Linked DNA regions of Anas platyrhynchos: region 1 is linked to region 2. The links are chromatin contacts, called in public Hi-C maps. All regions are on one chromosome and are shown on one strand. The core of a region is the stretch at or near the end of the contact, and the rest is flanking DNA. Distances in the headings are between cores, read along the strand shown. Region 1 holds the start of LAMB1 (laminin subunit beta 1). Region 2 overlaps LAMB1 (laminin subunit beta 1).

Region 1 (5,890 bases), core at 335-2,834, 41 kb before region 2:
GTGATATTAAGCACAATACAAACAACATTTAACCAATGCCACATACGATCAGAGACATTTAATCAAATATTTCACCAGCTCTGTTTGCTGGGCGTTCAACCACTGCGGTGGTACAAGAGAACAGGCGGTAAATCGGGTCCCACTGAGGTCAGAGACAACTCCGAACTTGGTTCTTGGAGGAAACTTGCAGCCACACAGAAGCACAACACCAGCAATGCCAGCAGCCTGACCACAGCACGAAGTGCTCCACAGAGCCAGCTGAGCCCATTTAGATTCAGGGGAGGACAGCACTTCTGCAAGACTGAGAACAAGAATAAGGAGGAGAATATTTCAATAAAATAAAAAAAAAAAAAAAAAAAAAAAGAAAAAGAAAAAATATGGGACAGAGAAGAACCCAGTGGAAGTGAAACATGCTGCTGTGGCACATGCACAGGGAGGATGCTGCGGAGCACCGCTGCCTTTCTGCTGTTTACTGGTGCAGCTCGCCAACCACAAGCAGGCTAAAACATTTCTTCTGAGTAGGACAAACAGATTTGTTGTATTGACACCTAAATGCAAAGCCAAGCTGTGAGTTACATGAGAGGATTGTGAAATTCTGTGAGTTTTGTGAGTTCAAAAGACCACATTGCAGAAGAAGTTTAGAATAACAATACCTGCCCGGGCAGCTAGAATGGTTTAATTTCCTGGGCATCTTTAATGAAACTCAGCCACCGCTTCTTCAGCTGAGGGCCCTGGGTTATGTTTCGGACGTGGTGTTTAACCTTTAGGGCAAGTCGCTCGCTATCTCTCTGTTTCTGCTTACCCATCTGTAAAACGAGGGCGAGCATATTTACCCAGCGGCAGGGTTTTGTGGCACACACAGCCCGCCGCGTGGTTCCATTCAGGGACCGCAAACAGCGAGGGCAAAGTGTTCCCGAGGCACCCCGGTGCCTGGTGAAGGTTTACACACCAGCTCACGTGCTACGTGTGGGCTACAAAACTCACGCAGACTGACTCGGGCACCCATTTTGGCGTGTGCCGAGCCAGGGCTGTGCTTTGGAGACCTCCATTTCCCACCTCCACGCCGGCTTCTCTGTTTATCTGAGAGCAGCAGGAGGGCAAACGCAGGCAGATGAAACCCCACTGAAACACCAAACTGCTTGGTTCGCCCCAACATCTCCATCCCAGCACCACAGCGGTGCCTCAACCTAATGGCAAACGGGCTGGTGGCCCCTCGGGCTGCTCGGTGGCCATCGAGCGCCGCATGCGGTGGCTGTGGCCCTTCACCTCGCCACGCAGGGTGGCCCCCTCCAACCACCCTTACGGGGTGCTGAGCCCCCCCAGCACCCCCTGAAGGGCTGGGGACCCCGGTGTGGAGGCAGAACGGGGCCGAGCACCCCCAACCCCACAGCGCTGCCCCACATCAAGCCCGTCCCGCTCGCCCCGTCGGTGGTGCCCGCTCCATCGGGGGGTCCTGGGGGGGGTTCTGGGGAGGGTCCCCCTCGCCCTAAGCGCTCCCCCCGGGCTTCCCCTTTCCCCGCAGCCCTGGCAGCAGCGGCGAGAGGGGAAGGGAAGGGGCCGGGCCGGGAGCTCGGCGGGGAGGGGACGAGGGGGAGGGCCGGGGGGGGCCGCCCGGCGGCTCGGAGCCGCTCCCGGGGAGCCGCGGCGCCTGCGTGGAGCCCGGTGGCGGCGGGGGAAGCTTCCGGAGCGGGGGTCCGGTCCCGTCCCGTCCCGTCCCCTCCTGTCCCATCCCGTCCCGTCCCGACCCGACCCGACCCGTCGGTGCTCGCCATGGGGCTCCTCCCGCTCTACCTCGGTAACCACCGCCCGGCCCCGCTCCCACCGCCGTCGGGGCAGGGGGCTGCGGGCTCGGCTTCACCGCGTGTCCCCCCTTCTTCTTCTTCTCCTTCTCCTTCTCTCCCTTCTCCCCGTGTCTCCCACCCCCCGGCCCCGCAGCGCTGTGGGTGGCGGCGGCTCAGGAGCCCGAGTACAGCTCCGGCTGCGCCGAGGGCAGCTGCTACCCGGCCACCGGCGACCTCCTCATCGGCCGCGCCGCCCGCCTCTCCGCCTCCTCCACGTGTGGCCTCCGGCAGCCCGAGCCCTACTGCATCGTCAGCCACCTCCAGGTGAGCCCCCCGACGGCGGGGTTGGGTGCCCGGGGACCGGCCGGAGGCACCGAGCGACCCCCGGAGCCCCCCGAGCCCCGACGGGGAGGGGGACGCGGCGGGGACGGGGCCGCGTTTGGGGGAGCCCCCCCGGGGCTTAACGGGGAAGAAACCCCGGGGTACGTCCCCTTAACACTCGGTGTAAGTTTAATTAACACTCGGGGTAGGTTCAATTAATGCTCGGGGGGGGGTTTGCAGCCTTAACGCGGAGCCGTCTAGACAGCTTCCTGATGGCAAGTGGTGTGTAGGAGCCGGTCGTAATGGCTTGGCGGCTGTCCTCATAATATAATCACATCTGGATGGTCTCCGGGCGAAAGCAGGCAGATCGGCTCGGCTGGTGGAAGGCAGAGAGGTTTTTAGGATTTAAGAGACGGCTATAAGGGAGTATTGAAGGTCCCTGAGACAGCAGGGGTAGGGGATCAGGAGCGGGATCTCCGCTGGGTTAGGTGGAAAGTGAGGGAATTGCCCCAGGCTGAAGTGGCTGCCGAGACAATGGGGACGGATCCTGACACCGGGAAGGAAAACGCCTCCCGTTTGTGCCCTGAGGTTACAAATCTCCCCGCCACACGGTTTTACCACGCTGCCCTGTCTGCCGGGGGTAACTCTGGGTTTAACACGGCGGGTAGCCTTGCTGCAGCATTTTCAGCGTTTTGGGGTTGCTTTCTTTGCATCTCTCCTCCAAAGAAGTAACAAAGGCGCCTTGTTAGTTTTATTGTCCCAGAAAATGCTGAAGTTCCCAGGTGGTTTATGTTAAACGCGCTGCCTCAGATGGTTTTAACGCGCCCTCATTCCCGATCTCACAGCCCCGTTTCGGTGTTTGCCTGATGTTTCCGTGCTGTGAGTGGTACTGGGGAAATCTGCCAGGCTGTGGGTGCAGGAAGGTGCCCCGTAACCACACGGGGCCGAGCACTTTGGGACCTTTCGGTGTTGGGCAGTGATTTGGTGGGAGGACGAGTGGCTGCAGGGGGCTGAGGCTGCGGGATGGGACAGGAGGGGACGGGAGGGGACAGGAGCCTTCCCAGCCCCGCAGGACTCAATGAAATAGTAAATCAGCGTGGCACAGACCTGCCAGCTCACGTGTTCCTGGCTGGCAAAGCACCACGCGTTCATCTCCCCAGCCACGCTGCAGGGATGGAGCCCGCAGCACTCGGCTGCTGCCGTGCCAGGGCTGAGAGCTCCTGCAGTGTTCGGAGCCCCTCTGCCCCCCCTGCACTGCCACACCTGGGTTATTTGGGGCAGAAACCTTCCCTTTCGGTTCATCTCGAGTCTTACCTTGCAAGGTTTGCGTGGTTTAGGCAGCACTGTGTAAAAATAGTGTACATAGCACTAGTCATGGTGGGTTTTTGTCCTTTTGGTGAAGAAGCACTTGTCCATTTTCCCAAAAAAGCACGTGCCAGGCTTGCGCCCAGCTGTCTTGTAGGGTGTGCAGGCTGGGGTTGTGTGCTTAGCTTGAGATTGCAAACATGGTTGAAGGTGCCTGGATGCGGTGTAGGTAGGAGCCTGAAAAGCTGGATTCAGCATAGAGCTAACCCCACAGGAAAAAGAGCCGGTCACTAAATCACCCATGGGCTACACGTGCACTGAGCCTGCCTGGAGATGTCCCTACAGTGGAGAACTTACATCTCAAAGCCAGCTCCTAAAAGCAGGGTTACCTCACTCGAGTTTTTGAAGGTGCAGATTTGCGTGCGTACGTTTCAGTTCAGGGATTGTCTGGAGATGCTGCCGCTGGTTGTGAGCTCTGCTGGGGAGTCGGCATGCAGGCAGGGATTTCCTGAACCCGCAGCGTGCTCTCACGGAAACACAGTGTATGGAATTCCTGGCATAGCTTCCACCGGGCAATTTGCATTAATGCGAAAAGGTAAATACACTTATCAATTAAAAAAAAACAAAGCCAACACCACACCTTCGATGCCTCCTGCAGGCAAAACTCAGAGGAACGTGATATGGATGGAAAATACTCTTATCTGCAGGAAACAACTACTGCCCCGTGGATAAAGTCGGTAATGCCAGTTATCTTGTTGTTTCAGGAGGACAAAAAATGTTTTACATGCGACTCGGAGGATCCCTTCCACGACACCCTCAATCCCGACAGCCACCGCATCGAAAACGTGGTCACCACGTTTGCTCCCAATCGCCTGAAGCTCTGGTGGCAGTCAGAAAACGGTATGCAGCTTGGTGGGGACACATTCCCTGGGCTGGGAGTTGCTTTCCCTTCTTTTGTCTGCGGGTACCTCCGCGTTTGCTGTTAGCTCAGGGCTGGTAATTGCTGCTGTGGGAGGGATCGTGCTGGTAGCAGCGGGCTGAGTAAAACTGGCTGCTTTTGTGTGCCCGTAACGAAGCCCCGCGAACCCTCCAGGAGTGCTGGAAAGAGCTCTCTCCCGCCGCTCTGTGAGAATCCTTTCCTAAAAAGAGAAGTTTCCCACCCCGGCTCCAGATCTGCCTCATGTTTGGGCAGAGGCAGCGGCGCAGCTTGCCAGCGGCGAGCATCCCGGGGCAGCGCTGCCAAGCCAGGAGGCGCCGCAGGGCTTCCCCACGCTGCTGGGGGAGCCGGGGGAAGGAGGTGGGCTGGGGGCTGTGGGGCTGTGGTCCTGCCCTCAGACCTCCACCTCCCTGCTTTCCCTTCCCCAGGCACCCTACATTCCTGTACTCGCGTGCCAAACGGTAAAATGAACGCCAGAAACGAGCCAGCAATTTTTTATTTTTTTTTCACAATATATTGCGTGTCCGTTTTGTGGCCTTTTATTTTATTTTTCACCCTTCCTCTGCCCTTTTTTTGCTTTTATGGTTTTACTTTTGGCGGGCTTCCCTACACAAAGCAAGGCATCTAGATTTTCATCCTGCCCTAAAGCCTTAAAGCCAGATGGACAGGATGGGATTTCTGCAAAAGCAGTGGCAGGAACTATCCGACTCTACGTTAAAATAACATGGTAATACTTGTAACATTTCTGTTGTCCAGTAAAGAAAGATTTTCTCTAAATCCTTTTCCTCTAAATCATTTTTAACCATTTCTTTTTAACAATTTAGATCAGACTGGCGAGCTGCTCATCTCTAGTGGCTCTCTTGTAGCGTTCCAAATAATTCATGTTTTTTGCAACAAGCTTGGCAGCACTCAGACAGAAGAGTTCTTAGCGCATAAGGTCATGAAAATGTCCTTCAAGAGTGGAAAACAAATGATTCTTTCTGTCCAATTCATGTTTTCTTCCACTCAGGCACACAGCAGAAGGGACCATCACTGCACACTCTACATGAAGTCACAGCTAGTTGAAAATTTAAGTGTTTTATCAGTTTGTGCTTGTCATTTCTTAGCCTTCCTCCTCTCTGCAAATCTCACTGGATTTTTGTTTTGTTTCTAACTTCAGCATAATTAGTATCCAGCTATTCTGAGAGGTCTTTTCACATGGCAAAATAATATTTCTGTTTTGCTTCCTTTCTGCACAGTCTTTGACCGTAGGTAGTTGTGCAGCACAGCTGGGAAAACCTTTTGCTTGTCATGGTTTCCTGCGGTGGCAGGGCAGGGCTGGGATAGCTGGCTTAGGGGTACTCCAAAAAACAGGTTATAAAGAAACAGGGCTGTGTTGTGTGAGGACAGCGTGGGGCTGGGCTCAGCATCCTTGCCCTTACCAGCCACCGAGCACCTTGGTGCCAGGATGCAGCCCGTAGCAGCCCTTGTCCTCATCCTACATCCGTCGGTGTTAGCCATGTTATGCGCTCTGAGATCACAGCAGTGCAGGTTCACACTTTGCATG
Region 2 (6,460 bases), core at 468-2,967:
CAGCCCACTTCTTGACAGACTACCCACAACACCATCTTCAAACAGCATTCCCCTTCCCCCACCCTGGAATGCCGTTGAAATAAAAGGCAATTAGGACACAGAAGTTGCAGTTTACAGAAGAATTTAACTTTTACAATTGCCACTTAAAGTCGGCTGAATCAGGAGGGGGCAGCCTGCCCGTAACTGCCAGGGAGGAAGCTGAGTTTTCCTCCTGTTTTTGCCAGTCCAGGAACCTGCTCTTCCCCTTAGTCACTCCTGCACAATTAAAATGAATCACTGAATAGTTTTGGCTTGTCATAATCAAGATATTTCAGGTCAACACAAAAATGGCAGTTATTTTCAACTTGAATCAAAGTATACCTTTTCCATTTACAGAAAATTACTTCCACATTGCTTTATGTCCCAATATTAAGGAAACAAGAAGTGCCATTCCAGCCTTTGCTATTTTTTTGTCAGATTTTCTTCCACAAGAAAATAATCCTGAGGTAGTTTACCCCTAACAGCTATGGTTTATATTTTACTGCATTAAAATATACCTCATTACACTGTTTTTCCTCTTCCTTTGCCGACAGACTTGGAAAATACGTATGAAAACAATCAAAAAGTTCTCGAAGACAAAGCCAAGCAGCTGGTGGAGCTGGAAGAGACGGTTCGCTCCCTCTTACAGACAATCAGCCAGAAAGTTGCTGTTTACAGCACTTGCTTATAAATGGGAGCAGAAAATGCTTACGTTCAGGATGGGGCTTTTTTTTTTTTTAAGTAAGTATTACACTAGTGTTTTTTGTTTTTTGGTTTTTTTTGACATTACACTAAGACCTGATAAAGTGAACAGGTTTTATATTGACTTTTAAGTCACAGAACCAAAGACAAGTAACTTTTTGACATTGAAAATAAACAGTACTTTTGTATCACTGTATGTACCTGGTATGACTCACTAAGTTCCTTGTTATTTTCAGTAGCTGAAATGGTAAATCAATTAATCCTTTAGGTTCTGCAAGTCTTGTTTTTAAAATAGCTAGAGATCTAATATTGGTTCCAACTACGCATGATAACTCAGAACAGTTAGTACTGAAAGAAGAAATACCATCTTTGTGGGGTTTGCTAGCATTTATGCCCTTCTACTTACTGCACAAGGAATATTTAACCTCTGTACGATATCCATTTAGGCTTAAAACAAGTTTAAATTAATTGAAATACTTATTGATTTGAGAGGTCAGCACTGAAGGGGTAACTGGTTTATGTTCTGCAAATCACATTTATGTGATAAACCAGCATTGGAGGATCAAGACTCTCTAGAAAAAAAAAGCTACCAAGTTCATAGGGCACTTAATGTGAAGCAGTTAAGGAGTGGTACACAGACTCTTAAAGCAGCACACTGAATCTCCCTAAGAGCAGCTTGTGCTTAACAAAACACAAATAAGACTTTCTTTTTTGAAGTGCAAGAGTGATATCCAGCTCATATAAACTGCACTTTATATGTAGTAAGTTCAAACTTACTACAGCACAGTGTACCTTCAGCCAACCACATAGTAAGTGTAGTAATTGGTCTGCAGTATTAACTAACCTATGTGCAAGTTAGCATCCTCAGCTGCAGCAGGCTTTTACATATCCTGACTGCTAACTCCGACCTGAGAAATGTATTTGGATATGTTCTTTGATCAACAATTTAGCTCACCTTGACTGTCAGCAGAAGCTGGTCGGGGCAACTACAGCAGAATTACAGCGCCACCTATGGAAACTGGAGAGCAGCACATTTAAATAATCATCCAACCTTCACACTTACAGACACTAGAATAAAAAAATCCAGAACAGGAATTGATTACCACAGCAGCATCACACACTATGTCACTGACGGTATATTTAACAGGTGTTAAAAATAAAATCTTCAAACTCTGCAACATTCAGACATATTTCTGCCTCTACAAGCACTTTTGGTATATTTAACTAGAGCAGAAACGATACTGGGAAGTAACAATACCATAACAACCCCAGGCCTTAAATTTTATTTTCGAGTGTCTAGGAGACAAATCTCTGAAGACTGCTACTGAAATTGTACCAAAGTGTTCCAAACTCCAAAAATGTATGAAGAACAAAACAACATACAAGAATTTGTAACTGATGAATCCCAAGGCTGAACCACAGCAAGACTGCCCAAAACTGCCACAATTATTGGGTGAGAGGAGGGAGTGCACAGGAGTATTTCTTAGAGAATAGGGAACTTACAAAAAGTGAGTTAGAACTTAGAAAGTGCCAGATGAACACTTGATAGGATTTACCCACAGGAAGAGGTGATTCTGAGATGCCTAGATCTACGAGGAGAATTGGGTTCTCCCTCCCTCATTTTGTTACCTTACCTTTATTTCAGCAGCTTCCTACTAACACCCACCTGAAAGGAGATTTCACATTAATTCACTTGCTCCTCTAATTCAAGGATACAGTGCATCATCTCTTAGCCTGGTGATGAGCTTAAAAGACCCTAGTTGATTCCTATCTACTTTTCAAACAGAGGTTATAAAAACAAAATGAAGAATAGTATTAAAGGTGCTTAAAGATTAACTGCTACCTTAAGGAAATTGTACATTTCATAGAATGATACAATGGTTTGGGTTGAAAGGGATCTTTAAAGATCACCTAGTCCCTGCAGAAGGTTGGACATCTTCCATTTGGTCTGGTTGCTCAAAGTCCCATTCAACCTGACTTTGAATCTTCTTCGATCTCTCAGCACAGAGAGCAGTTCAATACTTGAATTAGAAGCTCTAAGAAAAATGGCATAACCACCTTGTCTACACACAAAGTCAAGTAGCTTTTGCAGAATTTTTTTGGAAAGCATTTCTCCATTTATCATCCCAACGACGTAATGGAAATGGACGCGTACAATATCAGCACATATTAAGATTTTCTTCAAGGCATAAAAGCATAACAAAAAAAAGGCACCCTGCAAAACAAGTGAGCTACTGGAATTGGGTACATTCCCTGTACACGTTAGGGATACTCCAAAGATGCTGTTTGTGACAAACAAAACCCAATACAACCCTCCAGCCATGTTAAATATTTATTAAGCTCTCTTGCTACAGCAGAGACACAAAGAGAGCACAAAATAGAAAACAAGGAGAGAACAAAGTATGTCTCAACTATGTGCAGAGCTGATGCTGCAGCCCTTGTGTGTGGAAGGTGCAGAAGAATAACCCTCACGTTATCACACTTAACTGTGAGCACTGCTTTGCTATCCAGTTCTAGCATTTTGACATTGAAGAGAATTGGACAATGGAAGCTTTAAAAACAAGATTAAGTAGCAGAACGATTAAATTTTTCTTTGTTTTTTTCATTTCCCTACCAGCACTTGATTTTTCCCGATGAGTTTTCAATATGAAAACATGATGTGTGGATAATCACACACACAGAGATTTTCTCTTAAAAAAGTTAATATAGTTTTAATTGATCTATACAAGCCCCTCTTCTCCCAGCACCCTAACATTACTAGATCAAACCAAATTTTGGTATTTGTATGCAAGAAGAAGTAGGTTAAATACTTAGTTAATCCTTTCAGAAGGACATATGTTTTTGTGCGGAAGTGACAGTGGCATTTTAAGTGCCAGCGGCATTCTAAGTGCCAGCATTCAACTGTTTTAGTCTATCACTACTTCAAATAAGAACACACCAGGTATGCTGGACACTTGTTCAGACTTTTGACCAACACACTTTATAATCCCATGCAGCAGCGAAATGCTTGGTTTTGAAGAAAAAAAGTTCTGTCAGGCTGTTTTCCTGCAACATTCAGAATGTAAATAAACATGTAAGTATTTAATTTACAGAGACTGGATAATTCCACTTGTTCCAAACTCTACTTGTTTAAATATGATGGCTAAAATGAAGAGATTCACTTAATTCAGTCCTAACATCCTCAAACTCAGCCTTCCACAAGGACCACAGTCCACTTCCAGACATGTGCTATGCATGTACAGAGAACTGGTCTTTCATTTTAGAAGTTGATAGCTTTGCCAAAAGATGCTGCTAGGTTTGCTTCCCTGAAGGCTTCTGACACCGTCTGCAGAGAACAGGCAGAAAAGGTACAAATAATTAATATTTAAATGTAGTTATAGCAAGTCTGTGCAACTGTGGTGTACAACAGTTTGTTTAGAAAAGACTTACTGGATGGGCATGGCAAACTCTGGCTACGTCTTCACACGATGCTCCATACTCCATAGCAAGAGCAGCTTCATTAACCATTTCGCCAGCACCCTGTAATTTAATGTTCTTTGTAGTTAAAAAGATCTTCATGCAGTTGTGTAGACTCTTTAAATTACTGACTAGAAGTATCCAGCTTGTAAATTCTATCTTGCTAAAAAATAAACAAACACTGCCATAATATGACTAGCACTTCAGCTGTGTCCTAATGCCACTTTTAATTGTAGATTTGCAGATTTTTAATTATAGATTTACACTCAAATAGTGTAAATCTAAACATAATGCTAAATCAGAGTACTTGCTCTTGTTACTGAGGGTTGTGTGAAATCTGGGCTTTTTCCCACAAAATACTGGTCAGATACTACCCACATTCTGATCAAAGGTACTGTATATTATCACTACTAAAAACACAAAACTTCTTTATGAAAGCTGTATACAAAGATCTATGGAAATGTTTCTGCATACATCTTTAGGGGAAAGAATAAAAGAAGAATATTTACACCTTTACAGCTAAGAAAACCAAACCAAGCCAAAGAGTGAGGTTAGGGTCTAAGATGCAACTTCTGACGTGGTAATGGAGAAAAAGATATTTTTCCAAAAAAAAATTGATTTCAAATTCTGAAAAAAATATTTTTTTTTAATCAAGTTCCATCAGTTCCATCACTGACCCCAGACTTAGTGAATGCCAAATAAGGTTACCCAAGCTGAAGCTGGAATATCAGAGGAGGAAAAAAAGCAATGAAAACCAGTCCATTCAGCTCCCCAATTTCTAGAACTTAAGTCAATTTCTACTGTTCTCTCAATTATTTAGTAACGTTCATAAAAAAAAAAGAATAACTGAATAACCCTAGCAATTCTAGGGAATCAATAAAAAAAAGCTGGGTCTGACACCAAAGTAACAGAAAAGCTCTGGGGATGAGGGCAGGAGGGCATGGCTGCAGAAGAAAACAACAAATTGAAGCAATTTGGGGAAATTCAAATCTTCCTTTTTTGCAAGAACTGTGTAACACAACAAAAAACCCTTAAGACTACCAAGACAACAGCATAATTTATAATACTTACTGCGCCTAAAATGTGAGCACCCAACATCCTGTCTGTTGATTTTTGACTAAGTATCTTCACCATGCCATCTGTGTCAGCATTTGTCTTTGCTCTACTGTTAGCAGCAAATGGAAATTTCCCAATTTTGTATTCTACCCCCTACAAAACAGATACGTGTTACTGACAGAGTTAATGACCTGAAAACTCAACAGGAATGATGTAACCATACAGATAAATCTAAAAATAGAACTAATACAAAAATAGAAGACAGATAAGACAAACAGATCAATGCATGAAGATAACAGGTATAAAACTGTGTTAGAGAAGAAAAATTAGCAGCGAATCAGTATTAATTTCACACAACAAGTTATTAAAGACGACCGTAGTCCTTGTGAGGGTGGCATGCAGGAAGGAATCAATCATACACCCTACAAAATAAATTCAGATAGAGAAATTCACCTGCACAAAGTAGCTAGATAAACTAATAGCCACTACTAGATTATTAAAATACATCCAAGATGGAAAAAGATTTGTCTGAGAAGAAAACAAGCTGTACCTCTTCTTTCAGTTGTTCTTCGGATTTGCCAACCCAGGCCACTTCAGGGTGAGTGTATATCACAGAGGGTACGCAGTTATAGTCAATGTGAACTGCTCCCCCAGCCATCCCTTCAACACAGAGAATGCCTTCATCCTCAGCTTTGTGGGCCAGCATCGGTCCAGCAACTACATCACCAATAGCATAGATGCTATCAGACCAATGAAACAAAATAAGATACTGTTTAAGAAGTCCTAATACACCTAGGCTACTTTATATAACAGTTATTTTAAAACATACTCCCATCAAATCAGATTCAAACATTAATTTTCAGAAGAAGTTGAGAGACTATAGAAGAAAGGCTTCCACCAAATGACCACACTTCAAGAATTAGTACCAACACATAGTGACTTTTAAATTACAAAAGTTTTAAGAGTTGACTACAAATCTTCAACTGCAGAAATAGACAGAAATTTTAGGTTTTCCTTTCAATAAAAAAAGCTATATTCAGCAATTAAAGAGTGTTTTAATAGGTTAAACTTTTAAAAATAAGAGTTGCATTTCAAATAAAGTAAAAAATGTTAAAAATATTACTTACTTTGGAATTTTGGTTTGGAATCTGTTATTGACTGGGATTCTCCCCTTCTTATCAAGTTCAATTCCAATTTCTTCGAGACCTAGATTTTTTGTGAAAGGACG

The links. Hi-C and Micro-C count contacts between places; a contact is called where the count stands out from the background.
Region 1: a contact with region 2 is called in a Hi-C map of subcutaneous adipose tissue, with 3 times the contacts expected there. The contact joins the promoter of LAMB1 here to the enhancer-like site in region 2. A contact is called at or near these places in 5 of 8 Hi-C or Micro-C datasets (F1 follicle, liver, skeletal muscle and 1 more).

The regions. Positions count from the first base shown.
Region 1 is chr1:15,294,190-15,300,079 of IASCAAS_PekinDuck_T2T, reverse strand. LAMB1 (laminin subunit beta 1) reads left to right here and starts at 1,584. Exons shown (of 33, transcript XM_038175878.2): 1 at 1,584-1,795; 2 at 1,936-2,105; 3 at 4,172-4,307. The coding sequence starts at 1,771. It overlaps LOC106018431 (a long non-coding RNA gene), which reads right to left and starts at 1,936. Exons shown (of 4, transcript XR_011806541.1): 1 at 1,792-1,936; 2 at 654-806; 3 at 1-301.
Region 2 is chr1:15,252,523-15,258,982 of IASCAAS_PekinDuck_T2T, reverse strand. It overlaps LAMB1 (laminin subunit beta 1), which reads left to right. Exons shown (of 33, transcript XM_038175878.2): 33 at 573-916. The coding sequence ends at 709. It overlaps DLD (dihydrolipoamide dehydrogenase), which reads right to left. Exons shown (of 14, transcript XM_027459013.3): 10 at 6,360-6,460; 11 at 5,783-5,972; 12 at 5,248-5,385; 13 at 4,150-4,239; 14 at 3,040-4,045. The coding sequence ends at 3,980. Among named protein-coding and RNA genes, the nearest start is that of DLD, 13 kb to the right of the region's middle. Within about 2 kb of position 1,717, at least 1 of the 8 cell types and tissues checked has an H3K27ac peak or open chromatin away from gene starts, as enhancers often do. A contact at or near this core is called in subcutaneous adipose tissue, where this site is marked.